2 separate regions of the Mus musculus genome follow, and region 1 is linked to region 2. Evidence: chromatin contacts called from public HiChIP or PLAC-seq data. All regions are on one chromosome and are shown on one strand. Each heading gives the region's core, a stretch centred on a gene start, on an enhancer-like site or on the middle of the called end of the contact. The rest is flanking DNA. Distances are from core to core; before and after follow the strand shown. Region 1 holds the start of Cox10 (heme A:farnesyltransferase cytochrome c oxidase assembly factor 10). Region 2 holds the start of Tvp23bos (a long non-coding RNA gene).

Evidence for each region. HiChIP or PLAC-seq counts read pairs in DNA pulled down with a chosen protein or histone mark.
Region 1: a contact with region 2 is called in an H3K4me3 HiChIP or PLAC-seq map of pro-B cells, with 7 times the contacts expected there. The contact joins the promoter of Cox10 here to the promoter of Tvp23bos in region 2. A contact is called at or near these places in 4 of 39 promoter capture datasets (the 3T3-L1 cell line, hippocampal neurons and liver) and 1 of 115 datasets of contacts at active chromatin or transcription factors (pro-B cells).

The regions. Positions count from the first base shown.
Region 1 is chr11:64,078,032-64,082,088 of GRCm38.p6, reverse strand. It overlaps Cox10 (heme A:farnesyltransferase cytochrome c oxidase assembly factor 10), which reads left to right and starts at 2,617. Exons shown (of 7, transcript NM_178379.3): 1 at 2,617-2,753. The coding sequence starts at 2,711. It overlaps 2810001G20Rik (RIKEN cDNA 2810001G20 gene), which reads right to left and starts at 2,605. Exons shown (of 2, transcript NR_033780.1): 1 at 2,312-2,605.
Region 2 is chr11:62,920,755-62,924,858 of GRCm38.p6, reverse strand. Tvp23bos (a long non-coding RNA gene) reads left to right here and starts at 2,228. Exons shown (of 3, transcript XR_388723.3): 1 at 2,228-3,623.

The sequences.
Region 1 (4,057 bases), core at 1,368-3,867, 1.2 Mb before region 2:
GAAGGGGCTAGTTTCTCTTCCTCCCTGCTTCCCATCTGCTGGAAGCACAGTTTAAAGATGTTACTCCCTAGCAGTAGTTGAGTCCTCTTGAAGTTTTCTCATCATGCAAAGAATCAGCATGGGGCTGGAGGTAGAGCTTAGAAGTGCCTGCTTCATTTAAACCCTCAGTAGCAAGGAACAAAGGAAGGACCCCAACTCACGACCATTAAAATATTTCTTTTTATTTATCCCTATTGTAAGTAAGATTTTTTTTTTCCCAGAGAGGAAGTATGCTGATGCCAAGGAATACGAAGCAGAGGCTGGGGAACTTGTAATCAGTGAGAAGCTGGCATGATGAATAATGAAAACTGAGGGAGTCTGTGGTGGTTTGAAAAAAAAAAAAAAAAAGACCCACATAGGCCCATAGGGAATGGTCCTATTAGGAGGTGTGGCCTTGTTGGAGGAAGTGTGTCACTAAGGGGTGGGCTTTCAGGTCTCAGGTGCTCAAGCCAGGCCCAGTCTTTTCCTGCTGCCTTCACATGCTGATGTAGAACTCTCGGCTCTCCAGCACCATGCCTGCCTGAATGGCACTATGCTTCCCTCCATGATGATATGAACTAAACCTCTGAACTGTATGTCAGCCACCCTCCGTTAAATGCTTTCCCTTGTAAGTGTTGCTGTGGTCGTGGTACTTCTTCACAGCAAGGGAACCTCTAACTAAGACAGAGTTGGACAGTCTTTAGACAATTTCTATGAAAATAACACCTATTATCTCCATAATGTATTCATGTATGAAATATATGAAGATACTTATATACAACTATCTTCATAAAATTTTACATCTACAAAATTGGTATCAACTGTCTACACTAAGGTTTTAAGTATATTGAAAGTTGTATAACCACCCCACAATCAATTTAGGACTATTTTCATTTTCTCTCTATCTAAATGAGCCCTGTACCCACCAGCGACATTCCTCTTTTCTCTCTACTCCTCCCACTAGCACCAGGTAATTACTTACCTACTGCCTCTCTTTAATGACTTAAGAATTCTGGAATTTTCATACACATGGAAACTATCTAATACATGGCCTTTTGTGATTGATTTCTTCAACTTAGTATTGTTTTCATGGTTGTAGTATGTATTTGCACTTTATTTTCATTTCATGGCAAATAGGCCAGTATGTGGATATGTCACAGAATATCAGTTGATGTATAACTTGAGTTATATCCACTTTGGGATATTATGAGTGAATGAATGCTGTCATTTGTCTTGGGAATATACCTGGGAAAGGCACAGCTGGGTCAGGAGGTAGCGCTGTGTTTAACTTATTGAGGAACACCTAAACTGCTTTTCCAAAGTGGCTACAATATTTTATATTCCTATAAACAATGTATCAGGATTCCTACTTCTTCACTAACTTGTTAACTCCTGCTATTGATTAATTTTGTTTATAGCCATCTTATAGGTGTACAGTCCTATCACTTTTTGGTTTTATAACACAAATTTTAAGAGACAACTATAAAGAGATAGGAAGTACAGTAGACTGCTATACAATCTACAGTTTGAATCACGCAATCTCTCTAGCCCTCAGGTTCCATACCATGTAACCATTGAGTTAGGTATCTGAGATCTAGTTTGTAAAGGGCTAACTTATTTATGATGATCAGAGTTCCAGGAACAGTGGGTCTAATTAACCAAGATAGCTGTAAAGCAGAAGGCCTCCCCTAAGCAGCACTCACTGTTGGTGTGATTAGATCCCAAATTGTGCTTTTCATTTGTTGATTTAAGGTTTGTACTTTGTAATATTTCACTTAACACAGCATTTCAAAGTGCTCGAAAAACAGTGGATTGAACAGTTGTTAACTTTTCAGTTATTCACCAGAAATCCATCCTCTTCTTCCTTAGTCTAAGATTAATTTGATGGGGACAACCATTATCCTAGGTCCACAGTGATGAACTGTGATGGGCCTCAGAAAATCCCATTCTCTGCTCTGTCTTCCTGGTAAACTGGAAAACTCTCACAGTTCCTTCTACTGAGCAGCAAGTTGGCTCTTCAAAGCCTTTCTTTAGCCTACTTCACAGAAATGCTAACCTCATTCCATAGCGCTTTCTACCTTATCCCTATCGGGATGACGCTCACCATGACCAGTTCTTGCTGCAGAGACACAGTGCGTGCTCTTACACAAACTCCTGTCTCAGTGGCCCCTGATCAGCACCTGAGGTGAACCACAGAGATCTCACCTCATCGCTGAAAGCAAACACAAACTGCCCTTGTAAGTCATGTTTTGCTCTTTTAATGAGTTTCTTTCTTCCTCGTTTTTTTACTTACCAAACTCCACGAGAAGCCAACAGCCTGCGCAAGATCAGCCTGGGTGACAACTGAGGAGGCATTCAATTCTTTCAAGCTCAGGGGACTGCCGGGCCGGGCCGGACTCCAGAGCCCTAACCCCGCCACGACTCGCCTTCCGCCCGCGGGCTCCGACGATCTGTCCCTCCCGGGCAGAGAGCTCACCTAGTCTACATCTGGAGCGTCTGAGGGGAAAGCGAAAGCTCTACCATCCGATCTTTATAAGCTCCGCTAGCCTAGCTTTCAGAGAGCGCTGGGAGCCGGAAGTGACAAGAGGAAGTCCCGCCTCACTCAGAGGGCGGGCTAGCAAGATGGCGGCGCCCAGGAGCCGGTGAGGTGAGAGGCGTCCTGGGGTCCTGGGGACTGCTGCACCAGTACGTTATGGCCGCGTCCCCGCACACCATTTCCTCGCGCCTCCTCACAGGTATTGTACCCGGTTGGGAATGATCGTGGACGAATTGTTTTCTTTTTTGCCATGTGCGGTACCGTGTTGCCGGCCGCCTGCAACCTTGGAAGCCCTTGGCTTGTCACTTGGCAGGGAGGTGACCTTTAGGGTCACCTGAAGGGACGAGGCCAAGTATTGTGGACCAGCTTTGCACCGTAGGCCAGGTGGTCCCTAAGGCTTGATATCCCGTGCTCTTTGGAGTTTCAGACAGTGCAAGATGGAGGGACAGGATAAACCATGGGGCTCCACAAGCCTGGCACATGAGAGCCGCGGTTCCTGGCCACCGCCTTTTAATGACAAGAAGCGCACCTCCCCCCCCCCCCCCCCCCCGTTAAGGAGCTGTCTTCCAGCTTAAAGTGTTACCTTAATCACCATGATAATGATAACTGCCAACTGAATCCCATTGAGCCAGCGCTGTACCATCAGTATGGCTCCTTCCATCAGAAGGACTTTTGACAGATGTGTGTTTATCACAAACTCTTGAAAAGCTCCTATATTTTACCTTTTCAGGGAGGCCAACCTTAGCACTCTAACTAAAATAGGAGTCTTTATCCTTCTTTTCTTATATCATATTAATTTATCATGAATAACACACGGTGTAATTGTTCACACCTGCAGTACAGATGTGCAACAATTTAGTGTGTTCCTCCCAGTAAGAGAAACACTTTGTGAAAGTAAAGATAGTCTGTCTCCCTGGTTCACCACTGTATCCCTCATGCCCAGAGCAATGCCTATGTGCATTGGTGATGCTCAGTCATTTGTGAATGAATGAGATTGTGCTGGTAGAAATTTTAAAGAGGAGGTTGGTTTTGTGACTAGTATCCATGGATGGTGGCAAAGTGATCTATAGTACAGACAAGATAGTGGAAGCCATTGTGTACCTTCTCACAGCCCAGAACCATCCTGTAGGCCTCCCTGTCACTTACACACTGCCCACTGTGTCTGGCTGACTGTGGTGATCACTGTGCTTCTGTAGAGCTCTTTTCTCCCGTGCGTTTGTATGATCCCAGTGCAGATCATTTGACTTTCTTTAATGAAACATTTACGCGTCTATAATAAGGTAACTGAGCTAGGTGATCTCAAAGGTACCTTCTGGCTCATAAACCAGGGCAGGAAGTGGAAGGGTGGGTAGAAGAGACAAAGTTGGGCAGTACTTGGTAATTGTCAAAGCTGTGCGTTGAGTGATAGAGCCTCCTTGGACACCTCTTTTCATATGACTGTCATTTTCTAAAATAAAAAGTTTATGGGGTTCTTCGTGTGTGTGTGTGTGTGTGTGTGTGTGT
Region 2 (4,104 bases), core at 979-3,478:
AAGCTTTGAAAATGGAACTCCTTTCATACACACTAATCTGCTTTTTATCTGTGGATTGGTCAAAGCTCAGAAGAGGAAGTGCTCACACCGAGGCTCTAGCATCATATTAAAATCTCAACCCTGAGGACAGCCACTCCTGCTTTGACTTTGGTCCTAACTAGAATATGAACACATGCTCTACGGCTGTGCCAGGAGCATGCTGGCCTCAGAGATGTTTGGAGGCCATTGAGAACAAACATCTGGAATTCAGAACATCGCCTTGGAACAGACAGCTTGGGCGTTGGGGTCTTTAGGAACACAAGAATTTTCTTCACAGGAAGCAGTGTGGGAGCAGGAACTGGAAAGAGGAGATAGCTACAAGAAGTTGGAGTTCTGAGGACCCATGGATCCCTCTCAATGGGAGAAAACAGGCCATCTCAGATCCAGTCTTAAGTTGCCCATGCAGATGCAAGTTCCCAGAGAGCAACTAGGAAATGTCTCCATGGGGCAGCTTAGCCAGAAGCAGGGCAGAGCAAGGGCTTCACTGTGGATGCTTTAAAGCTGTTCAACTCTTAGTCCCAAAGGAAGCTCACACCCACTTGAAACCAGACGTCGACAGAGTCCGTGGAACATTAGAGATAAGAAGTGCTTGTAGACCCATCCAGCAGAGAAACCACATTCTGAAGACAAGGACTTGGACACCCAGGACTTGGAAACATCCCCTGCCTGTAGTTACCAAGTTAGAATCAGAGATAAAACTCTTTAGTGTTCTAATTCCCAGTCTGCTTTCCTCCATTGCTAGTATAATTACGTTTTAATGGGATCTAGCGTGACATCGTGATATTGGTATATAATGGTTAGTGGGGGCGGTTGGCACAGGCCACCACCCTAAAAAGCTATCATTTCTTTGCATCACGAACATTCAAAATCCCCTGTGTTATTGTGAAATTAACTGCTGTCAGCCATACTTACTCTACTGTCCTACAGGACATGCTAAGCTATTCCTCCAACCCACTTAAGACCCTCGGCAAACTGTTTCACTTGACTTCTTGATCATCTTCCCTGAGCTTTCTCCAGGTGACAGTAGGTCACACAGAGAAATGAAAAGATGGCAGAGTGTTTCCAAAGGTCACCAATTGTGTGTGCACCTGCCTGCAGGAGGGCTTAAGTCACTCAAATACCACAGAGAGGAGACCCCAGATGTTCATACGTTATTAAAATGTTGAGCATTGACTTGTAAATGTGAACTTCTTCATCTTTCGATACATATTAAAACTTGAACACCCTAAGACAGAAAAATTAACAGATAACATCGCAAAATTTATTTTAACACGTTGGCTTAGTATAAAATGATCCTAAGATACATTTTATGGGCTTAACGGGGTAAAGTTTGTCTTTCTTTGCTTGGAGTTGCTTCTCTCATCCCTCTGAACAGGGGACCCTTCTGTCTCATCTCTCCCAGAACTTTGGTGTCCTCTTCAATCAAATGAAAGATGGAGACGAAGCCAGCCTTGAGGACTGGACAGCGAGCAGCACTCTGGTATCACAGAGGCTCTGATTAAGTTGCACAGAATGAAGTCTCACAAGGGAGGCTAGGAAATGTAGTTTAGCTTGTGTCTAAGAGGGAAAAGGTCATGGGGTTTGGGGAATAGACAGTTAACTCTGCCACAGAAAGTTAAGTCCCCTGCTCCCTCATATATCCTAAGAGAGTAGTTACATGTTTCCAAACCTACTTTGCTGTTTGGAAACTATCAGTCTAGAGGACCAGGCACAGACTAACACAGCCACCCACATTCCCTTTCCCATAAAGCAGAACTCCTTAAAGACAACCAGATTTGAGAAAAGGGGAGCTATTAACAACAGCAACCATTATCAAGTGTTTGTCCCGGGTAAGCAACTTAAATGTGTCAACTCAGCCCTCAAAACAACCCAATGGCATAGCTGCTATCATCATCCCATTTTTCCTATGAGGAAACTGAGGCTATGACAGCTTACACAACGGGCTCAAATTACCCAGCAGTGGACAAGATCTGACCTCTCACACTGGCTCCAGTCCGTGGTGCCAGTCACTACTTTGAGTTGACCCCAGAATGAACATGAACATGAAGCACTGCCAGCTCTTTGTAGACGTCTACATGAGGCTGAGCAGGAGGAGAGGAGAGGTGGGGCTGAGGGTGGCATGGCATGAGGGGGCTGACAGCAAGCCCGGAGCAGGAAGAGCCAGGAGGGCAGCTGGTAGGATTACAAGGGCAAGAAGATGGCAGTGGGCTCCAAGGTTAGGCTGGGGGCTCAGCTGTGTCACTCAGCAAGCCCTGCCAGGAGGATTCTAAGACCCTGCTGGTAGCTGTTGTATGTGAAAGCACCATTCCTGGTGGCCCATGTCCTTGATTAAATTCATGGAAATTAGACAGTCTGACAGGGTGGTTGTACTAGTAGTTAATTGTCCGTGGCTAAAACGAAACACCCATGATTGCATACCTTATTATGGAAAAAGATTTCTTTAGTTCAAGGTTTCACAAGTTCAATGACAAGATGGTAGCATCTAGTATAGGCTTCCTGGTGGGTGCTATGGTACTGGTGGACAAACCACACGGTGGCAGCCTTCTCACTAGGTAGAACCTAAAGTTTCCACATCACCTCCCAATACCGCTTACCAAGAATCAGACTCCCAACACCTGCTCCCGTGAAGGACAAAGGACACCCAGAGGCAGCTTAGCCCAGCCTGGTAGTTCTGTCTGGTAGCTCTCTGCACGGTCTCTTCAGTACCTCGGCATGGCCTCCCAGTGGACAGACACAACCCGGCCCAGCTCTCTCCCAGCTTAGCGGAATGGGTGTCTTTGTCCTTTGGTATCAGGAGTAAAAAGAAGAACCGGTCTGCAAACCCAAGACTGGTCCCCACTGACAGTCAGCTAGCTGCCTCCTTCCCAGATGGTATGTCCCCACTGTCTTTTGCTTGCTCTTCACACAGAATCTGCTAAGCACTAGGTGGCACGGTTGAGCAACCATTAAAAACTATTTCCGTCAAGGCCCAGGAGAAAAGGAAATTGAATTGGAAGTTGGAGGAGTGAGGGTTAGTGGCAGAGAAGGCCGATCGGTCCCTGGAATTCAACCTGCTCACAGCCTCCATAAGCACGGGTATGCTGTGCTCTAAGCCGATAGGGCTGCGTGCAGAGGAGGCGCCCTCAAGAGCAGATACCGCCAAGCCAGTGAGGAGGAGCCTGCTGGAGAAGGCTGGGAATCCCTTCCCACCATCCTATCAGAACCCTCTGGTTGTCGCTTGCTTCCTCCTCTCAACCATGTCGCCCTGTTCACCCAGAGCAGAAATGCTGGCAGCTGTCATGGACAAGTGAGATGAGGCACACGTCTCCAGGATGACCCACGGGCTTCTCTGCCTGTCGCTGCCATTTTCAACCCTCTTCCCCTCCCCGCTCTGTTTTCCTGTCTTCCTCTCTCCCTCCCTCCTTCTTCTTCTCTCCCCACCCCACTCTCTTCGAAGGAGAATTATATTCAGCTCTGTGGGTTGTTTTTAATGCATTCCAGATGCCAGAAGAAATCTTGGCCTGGGCTCAGCGTTCTTCTGACTTCAGGCCTCTCCCCCACCTACCTCCCTGTCTGACTCCCAAGGCCACACAAGGAAAAATCAGGTGGGCTAGCGCCATCTGCTGGCAGCTTCCAGAAGCTTAAGGAAGGCGGGAGGCGGTTAAGGTGGGGCAGGAATGGTTTCTTGTAACTGGCGTGATGTACTCGGTTGGAAAAATTCGGATTATCTGGGAGAAAATGGTGTGTAAATCAAAACGCTTCAACCCATGGACACTCCGGTAGTGGTTGTAGTGGTGGTGGTGGTGGTTCTTCGTAGTAGTCATCATCGTTGTCATCTCCTCCTCCTCCTCCTCCTCCTCCTCCTCCTCCTCCTCCTCCTCCTCCTCCTCCCCCACTCTGTCCTCCTTCTCCTCCCCTTCCTCCTCCTCCTCCTTTTCTTTTTCTTTTAAATTACAGTCTGGGACCCAGCCGGGTGGTTTTTAACATCACATTCTTTGAAAAACAGAGATTTTGGCGTCTCAGCTTGTGTTCCCTAAAGGAAGCTCGGGACTCTGTAAATTAACTTTTAAGTGACCGGTCTGGCAA